3 separate regions of the Gossypium hirsutum genome follow, and regions 1 and 3 are each linked to region 2. Evidence: chromatin contacts called from public Hi-C data. All regions are on one chromosome and are shown on one strand. The core of a region is the stretch at or near the end of the contact, and the rest is flanking DNA. Distances in the headings are between cores, read along the strand shown. Region 1 holds the start of LOC107951918 (probable dolichyl pyrophosphate Glc1Man9GlcNAc2 alpha-1,3-glucosyltransferase). Region 2 holds the start of LOC107951802 (NADP-dependent malic enzyme). Region 3 has its middle 86 kb from the start of LOC107952367.

Region 1 (3,030 bases), core at 181-2,680, 300 kb after region 2:
AAAACTCCATAAGATCATGAGTTATATTGCTTCCAATTGAGAAAATGCTAAGGTAAAGAAAAAGTAGTACAGTATTCCTTCTTTCACAAGTGGGAAGGGTCCCAAACAACTTTCTTACACCTGGCAGTTTCACCTTCAGATGTTACACCAACTTTGCCTTCCAGAGCTGCCAACAAATAATTTAAAGGCATTAATCAATAAATAGAAAAAGGAAAACAAATCAATAGATTAGCTGGGCCTTTGAACCATGCAGAAAATGGAACCTGAATCAGGTTGAGTGATGTAGGCTCTCCTCCATATTACTCGTTCCTATGCATATGCAGAAACTAAATGCATGATGAACAACACCAAATGAAATGAACAAACAACAAAAGTAATATAATAAATATCTAGCACCATTTTGTAATTTTCCAAAAAGAGCGAAACAAAAGACACTTTCTACTTTGAAATCAACGTTATAGAATAAACAAGTTGCATTTCCTTTCTCAAGTAAAGCATTTAGGAAAACCAAGCTTATCTAGAAGACTCACTTTACCTTAGCACAAACATTTTCAAGAGTTACATAGTGCAAGCAATTGGGGGTGGTTAGACGATAAAGAGATTTTACTCAAAAAAAGAATAGTCAAAATTCGAGTTTCTATGATCAACTATACAAACAGGATCACGAGAATTTTTCACATTTGAAAGGTGGATGTCAGTAGTTGGCATCCCTTGATTAGATTAAACTGATTTATTTCAGTATAATTGCATCGTTGCAGTTACTGTTTACAGGAGGATTGAAAATTTTAGGGGAAACAGATCCTATTTGCAGCAACCTCGTTAAAATGTAACAGATCCATGCCTTAATCAGAGGCACCTCGATAAGGAATGGTGCAGAAGAAGGGGGGGGGGCGGAGAGAAAAAGAAAGATAGGCATAGACGTGGTGTTTGCCTTAATCAATGGCAACGATATCCAGCAGATCCGTACACAAATCTAAGATGTACCCATCAAGACCTAGGATCAGAAATCAATTACTTAAAAGAAAAACAAAGAAAAGAATATAGGAAATATATTATAGCAGCAGGTAAATGGGAAGAAAAAGAAAAAAAGAAGACCTTGAGTCGATGAACAGAAAGAAGAGAGCTGAGGATGCGTTCGTTGAGAGCAGTTCCTAGCACTACGGCATCGTGGCTGACTATGAGCTGCCTATAATGCTGTTCTAAACGATTAACAAAGACGGTGAGGAGTTAGAATTTCTAGGGTTTGATAGATTAATTCATATTATTAACGAACAAATTAAGTACCTAGGTAGTAGACTAGTAGCAGCACTAGTTAATTGTAAGTTTTCTTGTTCAGTTGCTGATTGAAGAGATTCAGATTAGAGAAAGAATAGCTTTGGTTTCGCTTCAACGCTGATTCACTCAGTTAGTTCACACGACCGTATTATAGACTATGTGCTAGATTGTATAATTCATTGACTTGATACACAAGGTGTCCCAAGCCACGTGCTCTATAATTTGACCCTATAATCAAGCCATTTCAAGACCGAAACATACTCAATCAACCACTCCATTTGTGCGTACATTCAAAAGACCTAAACATCTTTCAAACACATATAAACATACCAATTCAATCAACCTATTCCACCTAACCAATATGCTATTCAAATGCACGACATTTATACCAAAACAACTTCAATCAAAACAAGGCTATAATGCCACATTTCAAACACAAAACCTGTTCTATATAACTACATAAAGACACCAATTTAACCATTCACATTTCACTATAAACATACCAAAAGGACCATATATTACAAGGACTTAAAAGTGACCAAAAGACTTAAACTTGCCTAAGCATTATAAGTCTAACGTACAAAATACATACTCCAAATACATATTTATACCAAATTGTTCACTAACATATTCAAAGACATTCATTATAAAAAGGTCTTGTACATGCCATTTATAACCTTGGCCAAAACAACTCAAAAACTACTGAAGTGGTTGCTGGATAGTGTAATAGATCTTCGATAAACTTCCAACTGATTGAGCTTCTTATAATATACGAAACAAAGGAAAATAACTACGTAAGCAACTAGTGCTTAGTAAGCTCATATAAACTCAAACATAACTTACCATTCTTAAGCTCAATTTATAAAATACGCATAACATCTTTACCATACTCATAAGCTTAATACAATCCTATAAGCATCACCAAACTCACAAATTAGTAGGCTCATGTATAATGCATATATAAAATCAACCATTTCACAAATGAATCTTCATGAACATAACATTCATCACATAATCATATAGTTTCCTTCAATTCATTTGCATTCATCCAAATTTACCTTTCATAAGTTTATGAGCAATCATCCATTTAAACACATGCCTTGCCAACTACCTTTACTTACCCGTTGAACCATCTAGAATTACATCAGATACTTAGGAATATTCACACGATTGCCATAGTGTGCCTCATCAAAGGCTGCATCAAAATTTACTTTAATGTCGGACCCATTCGGGGGACACTATTCAACAGGTACGATTTCTTTAGTCAGTTTACTATTCTCACACTCGTCAATTTCCTTGCATATCTTGAAACCCATGCATCAGTATCACAGCCCATACTTCTCTTCCCCTTAAATAACCCCTTATTTCTATCAGTTCAAATCGCCCACAATGAGTAGCAAAATAAGCGACACTGCGACCCAGTATAGTTTTTGAATACCTAGGTAAGCCATTCCCAATAGTTCATGTTGATTCTTGTTAATATCCATTCGAGATTTAAACTTATCCAGACCTCTCTTGTAACAGGACAGTCATGTACCAGGTGGTCAACATTCTCAGCAATCCCTTCACATCTTGGGCATGCAGTCTCTGTCACCAGTCTTTTAGTGGATAAATTAGCTAGATTAAGGATGAAATTCCAATAAACTTTCCAAATGAAAATTTTAATTTTTGCTGGAATATTACTGTTCCATAATTTTTTTGTAGAAGCTTTTCATTTTGGTTTATTAATAAGTAGGATTAGTATAACCCTTATGT
Region 2 (3,038 bases), core at 340-2,839:
TTAGAATACTGCACAAATCGACAAAATCTAATCTTAACAACTCAAACAAAGGTATGATGTAGAAGCAGGGTAGAAAACCTGTAGGTCTTGAGAAATAACGGTTGGGGGAAGAAGACCACGCAAGTAGTGAGCATCTCTCTCTTTCTCGGTGAAGGCAAGGCCTTTGTTGTGGTGAGGATCTCGCAACAAAGAATACCCACTGCAGCAGATGATGAAGAGTTAGACTAGGGCACTAATGATTAAACATGTCATATGTTCTAGCATTAGAGAAACTCCATTCATCCCAAACAACTAATACAAAGACAAAGGTGGTGACAGAAGAAGAAGAAAACAATATAAAAGCTCCCAAAGAATTGATCACTAAAACTATATATTTATTTTACTCAGACAAGGAAGATCTCTGAATTTGCACTAAAAAGTTTCGTTTCTTTTCTTTCTAATTCCTCAATTACAAAATTTCAGCAACAAAGCAAAGATCTAGCATTGAAGATAAAACACAGTCATAGATTCCACCACATAAGCACCAAAAAGAAAATCATAAATAAACACAAACTATTATAATATAAACCATACAATAAAATAAGATCCAGCACTAAAAAAGGGGCTTAGTTTAGTGGGTCCAACAAACCACACAAAAACAACGATATTAGATCTCACAAACAAGTATAAAAATGTCAAACCATCATGACATAGCAAGCAAACCTATTAAGCTCATAAGGAAGAAAATGAAAATAGCTATTATGAAAGGAAAAATAATAGAATCTTACCTAGCAACAGAGACAGACCAAGGGGTGACAAGCTGATCCTCTGTGGCGGCGTCGTCATAGTAGACTTCACGATCACCGCCGGCAACGGTGAGATTGATGTCCACGTTAGCAGCAGCAGAAGTGCCATCTTGTGTTATTTCTTTGAATGCCTTGTTCTCAATTAGAACGCTAGCGTTTGTATCGCTGTTGGGACCTAAAGCCGTCGCTTTGACCGAAGCTGGCGGCAGCTTATTCAACTTGTAAGAGAAAAGGCTTGAGGACCCAGAAATGCCGCTGTTGTTCTGTTTCAAAACAGACAGTAACAATATTAAAATGAAAAAAAAAGCAGACCTTTGAGATCTTTAATGGTATAAAAAGGACCTTGAAATACCAAAAAGAAAAAAAGGGGAGAAAGAAGGGAAATCTCTTAGTTTCGATTTAGAATTAAATTCTAGGAAATGGGTAGTCAAGAAATAGTGAGAGTAACAATGGGTTGATTTGAAATTACCAGAAAACAGCTTCTATGCAAGGAGATCATGGTGACAGAAAATGCGGAAAGACCAAGGCTTGAGCTTTGCTTGAGCAGCCTTTGGATCTCTCTCTCTCTCTCTCTCTCTCTCTCTCTCGGTCCTTGAATGAGCAAAGAAAGAAAGGAGACCCTGCTGGATATGTGTGTATATTTAGTATATAATAATATAAATATATAGCTTTTGTTGTATTGTTTATATATTAATATGTGAAAAGGGAGAGATAAAAAGAGATGGAAGGGAACAGCGAGAAAAGGAAGAAATGCCAGGAAAACGTGTCCACTTTTGTTTTTCCCTCTCTACCTCCGTTAGTCTGCAGATGACATGTGGGTAGCTCATTTTGCCCATTTATTACGAAAGTACCACCATCATCTTGCCTCACAAGTGGAATGAACCTAATAAATTGTGGACCCCACTTGCTAAGCTTTTTAAGTTGGAATAAAAGGAAAGGGTTTGTGTGTATGATCTGAGTTTGGTTTTTGCGGTTGTGTCTGTCGTGGTTGGTGGGAAATTCCATATTTGGTTTGCTGGGTTTTTTTCTTTTAAATAATACTAAAAATTTAATTAAATACAAAAATATAGTGGGAAACAAATTAATTATAAAAATAAGGTGTTTGTTATCTTGTATTTTGGTGTTGTCGGACAAACAAGCAAAATTACCCTTACTTTATGCTCAATCATGTTGTAATCATTCGTTTTTAAAAAGTAATATTTTTTTGTTGCCTGACGTAGTGACGGAATTAGTATGTATTTTTAAAATAATGTATTTTCATAGGTATATATAGTAGATAAAAAATATGAAAAAGAAAATATTTTTTATTGATTTTGTCTGACACACAGGTGACATTGTTTTGAATTTTTTTTAAAAAAATCAGTGAAGAAAAGTTGATAAAAAAAAGGAAAAGATGCATCGGGATTTGGAATAATGACATTGATTAGAATGTTTGAGTTGAGGGTTGACTTAATATTCGCTTTATTTAAGTGATGACGTCCGAAGACCCACACATTTTCATTTGCCATGTAAGGAGTGCACCATCACCTTAGAAGATGTTGCATTGCAACTCGAGCTTCCATTGGACGGTAGTTGCAGTCACAGGTTCAAGTAAAGTGATCGAACCTGCGTCGCATTGCTATCAATTGTTTGGACGATCGACGGGTGATGGTGGTGCTAAGTTTACCAGTTTGAGATTTTCCTGGTTAAAACAAAATATCAAAACCTTATCGAGTAGTGCCTCTGAGTGGGAGAAGATGTGCGTTGCTCGAGCATATATGATAGAGTTGATAGGGGGCACTCATGCCAAACACAAATAATAATAAAGTCCACCTAATGTACTTGCCTCTATTGGCTAATTTCCAAACTGCTCATTCGTATAGTTGGGGTTCAACAATATTAGCAACGTTGTACCTCAAGCTTTGTCAGGCGACAAAGCACAATACATAAGATATAGGCAGGTGTCTGATATTGCCATAGTCCTGAGCATTGTAAAAGATGTTATTTCTAGCATTATTGTGTCACCAATAATATGTTTTCTCACTTGTAAATAAGTAATTGAAATTTTTAAAAATTCGATTAAGAATTATATTTTATGAAAATGTTATCTAGCAAGTTTGCTTTCTTTTCAGATGGTGTACTTGTTTGAGGATTGGGAAGTCTGAAACCCTCGTTGTCTACAGACAAATGATTGAGGCATACACCAAAAAGAAGATAATTTTTTAAAAAAATAAAATTATATTCATTTAAGGTAATTGTTTTAGTTATGTAATT
Region 3 (2,891 bases), core at 390-2,889, 260 kb before region 2:
AATTTCAAACTACTCGACGGTGACTTTAGCTTTTTCCTTCGCTTTTAAAGAAACCGGATTGTCAATAGCTATGAATTAACATAAACAAATAACACCATCAATAATTCACCGAATTCACAGTCAATTATTATCTTAAACAAACTTTACATTTCATTCAATTTAAATTCTTAAAATCGAAACAAGCATAACTCTCTATTTTAGGCGTCGATTTATAATCTGACTTCATTTCCTTCTATTTTAGACTATCTATTATCGATTTCTAAAAAAAAACTGATAACTACTCTACTTGATATCCACTTTATTTTCTCAAGTGAAAAATCTAACATCTAACTTCAAAAATCTAGTCATTTTTCATGTATACACTAAAAATCTATCAATTTAACATAAAAAAATAGAAAAACCATTAATGGTAACTTTCTAAAACTTTAACGATTTTATAAATTGATACATAAATTAGTTAAATTATGATTCTCCGATCTCAAAAACATTAAATTTATAATAACAATAATAAATTACACTTACCAATTTGTGGATTAAAGTTTGAAACCTAACCAAATCTATTTTTGTTTATTTTCTTCTTTTTTTTCTTCTTGCGTGGAAGAATGGAGAAGACATCTTCTCTCTCCTTCCACTTAAACTAATTTAACTTTATTTTATAATAAATAATAAATTATAACATATAATATCAACATTTTTTTAGCCCCAAATTTGGAATTTTTATTCCCATCTAAAATTTTTGGGCTATTAGCAATTTTAATCCCTTTAATTATTTTCAAATTAAAATTTATAGTGATATAAATTTACAATTTAATCTTTGGACTAGATTAAATATTCATATAAACTAAATTACTTATCCTCGATTCAATTCATTTATAGCATAACTCCGTAAATATTTTTATTAATTATCTATAGACTCGGTTTATTAAAATGAAACCTAAAATCATACTTTTTAACACCACTGTATCGGGTTGTTATATAGTCAATATTTTTTAATTAACTCATTCTAAGTCTTTATACTTTTTGAGTTTTAAATTTTTAGTCTTGACGTAAATAATAAACATTATTCTATTAACTAGATTTTATATAAATCATGCTTAGTATAAACATTTTAAAGATTACATTTTTATTATCTTACCACTATGCCTTGATATTGCATATGTGGTGATAATTGCTTACCTCTGAATATACTGAGTCAAAGGTTGGGATGTAGATGCAAAATTTAGAGGTGTTTTGTTTTCACTTCTCTTGCTATCTTTTTATATGTTTTTGGCGTCTTATAGGTTTAAAATGGTATTAGTATTTGTATTGCAGATTTAGTTTTTATATTGTAGTTTGGATATTATATATATAATTTTTAAGGTTAATATTTGATATATTGTTAGTAAAAAAATGTTTATTATAAAAATAGGTTTAAAAAATTATTACATGTCTTTTTTAAATATATATATATATAATTTTTAATATTTTATTATATTTTTATAAGATGTTTATCAACCTCTTAACTTTATTTTGTAGAGTCTAAAACTTTATTTATGAATTTGTAACGTGTGCTTGGTTTTAGAAGATGACAAGGCCTGCTTCAATCAAAACCCTATGGACTAAAAAAGGCCCCTATTTTCGGGCCCAATATAAATCTATTTCGTTGGAGCCCGCCCTCCAAACAAAAAATGGACTTATTTATTTAAGTTTGCTCGGTACGATGGCAATTAATCAGAGTAAAAATAGATATTGTTAGATTTATTATTGCTTAAAGTTGGTATATTTTGTTCCATCATTCACTTTGTTTTGTTATGAATGTAAAATATTAAAAATAATAATTACCTAAATAGATGTTTGATGCGATTAATTTTTATTTTGTCTCGTTCTATTTTAATTTAATTAAAAAAATTATTCTATTTGATACAGATTGATTTGAAATTTATCAAATGATTCAAATTTTATCATCTCTAACATCTTTTTATATATATGTATATATATATATATTTTATTTAGATGATTATGTGAGCTTGATTTTAGAAATACTTTAATAAACTTACTAATTAAAATAATACGCTCGAATCCAATGTAACATTCATTTTAAAATATTGATTGCACTTTTTGACATCTCTTATGTGTGAACCCTAAATTAATCATATGGTATCTTACTCATATAATTTCAAATGTAAAGCTGTAAGGGTCACTATTCTGTACTCGGCTTCTCATGCAATAAAGAAAAGGAAAGGGTTAAGACAGGATCCAAGGTTTTTTTTTTTTTTGGGGGGGGGGGAGGGGAGGGGGTTCTGGAGCAGATATCATACTGTTATTGTCTTAAATTTGGATATGAATTAATCCTGCTCACCATTTTCTTTAACAACCCAAATCCAGTCTGGATAATTCATGATTTTATATATATATATTTCATCTTTTACTTACTACGCCGACCACCTTACCCAAATTTATTATCTTTGTTCAACTAATCCTGGGGTTCGGTTTCATAATTCCATAAATAAACAAAAAGTCCATACCCAAAATCTTAGGTCACGGCACTGGAAAATAATTTTCCAGCTAAAAGCACATGCAATGATGCATATGATATGGGGGCCCTCAATTTCCCCTCTGCTAAATCATTACTTAAAAAGTTTTTAAAATATTTTTCTACTAGTAAAATATATTATATTATATTTTTAAAGGAAGTGTAAGTTTAAGTTTTGAAGACAATCTAATTTAGAGAGATAATTAGGAATCTAAATATTTATAGTAAAATAAATATGAAGAGTTTGCGATGGATAAAATTTTAGTGGTTGAAGAGACCAACGCCCTGCATTTACTGTTCTCTTTAAGTTGTGTTTGGTGTTGATATTGGAGAATTTGATATAATAATAAATATATATGTCTGGTATCCTATTAAATTT

What was found. A called contact is a pair of places that touch in the nucleus more often than the background predicts.
Region 1: a Hi-C map of leaf shows a contact between it and region 2, with 1.9 times the contacts expected there. The contact joins the promoter of LOC107951918 here to the promoter of LOC107951802 in region 2. A contact is called at or near these places in 4 of 34 Hi-C or Micro-C datasets (callus and leaf).
Region 3: a contact with region 2 is called in a Hi-C map of leaf, with 2.1 times the contacts expected there. The contact joins the enhancer-like site here to the promoter of LOC107951802 in region 2. A contact is called at or near these places in 2 of 34 Hi-C or Micro-C datasets (both in leaf).

What each region holds. Positions count from the first base shown.
Region 1 is chrA02:83,901,559-83,904,588 of Gossypium_hirsutum_v2.1, forward strand. LOC107951918 (probable dolichyl pyrophosphate Glc1Man9GlcNAc2 alpha-1,3-glucosyltransferase) reads right to left here and starts at 1,431. Exons shown (of 9, transcript XM_041085018.1): 1 at 1,285-1,431; 2 at 1,096-1,199; 3 at 932-994; 4 at 71-166.
Region 2 is chrA02:83,597,824-83,600,861 of Gossypium_hirsutum_v2.1, forward strand. It overlaps LOC107951802 (NADP-dependent malic enzyme), which reads right to left and starts at 1,590. Exons shown (of 20, transcript XM_016886948.2): 1 at 1,255-1,590; 2 at 768-1,048; 3 at 79-199. The coding sequence starts at 1,284.
Region 3 is chrA02:83,335,117-83,338,007 of Gossypium_hirsutum_v2.1, forward strand. No RefSeq gene overlaps it. Among protein-coding and RNA genes, the nearest start is that of LOC107952367, 86 kb to the left of the region's middle. Within about 2 kb of position 1,640, at least 1 of the 9 cell types and tissues checked has an H3K27ac peak or open chromatin away from gene starts, as enhancers often do. A contact at or near this core is called in leaf, where this site is marked.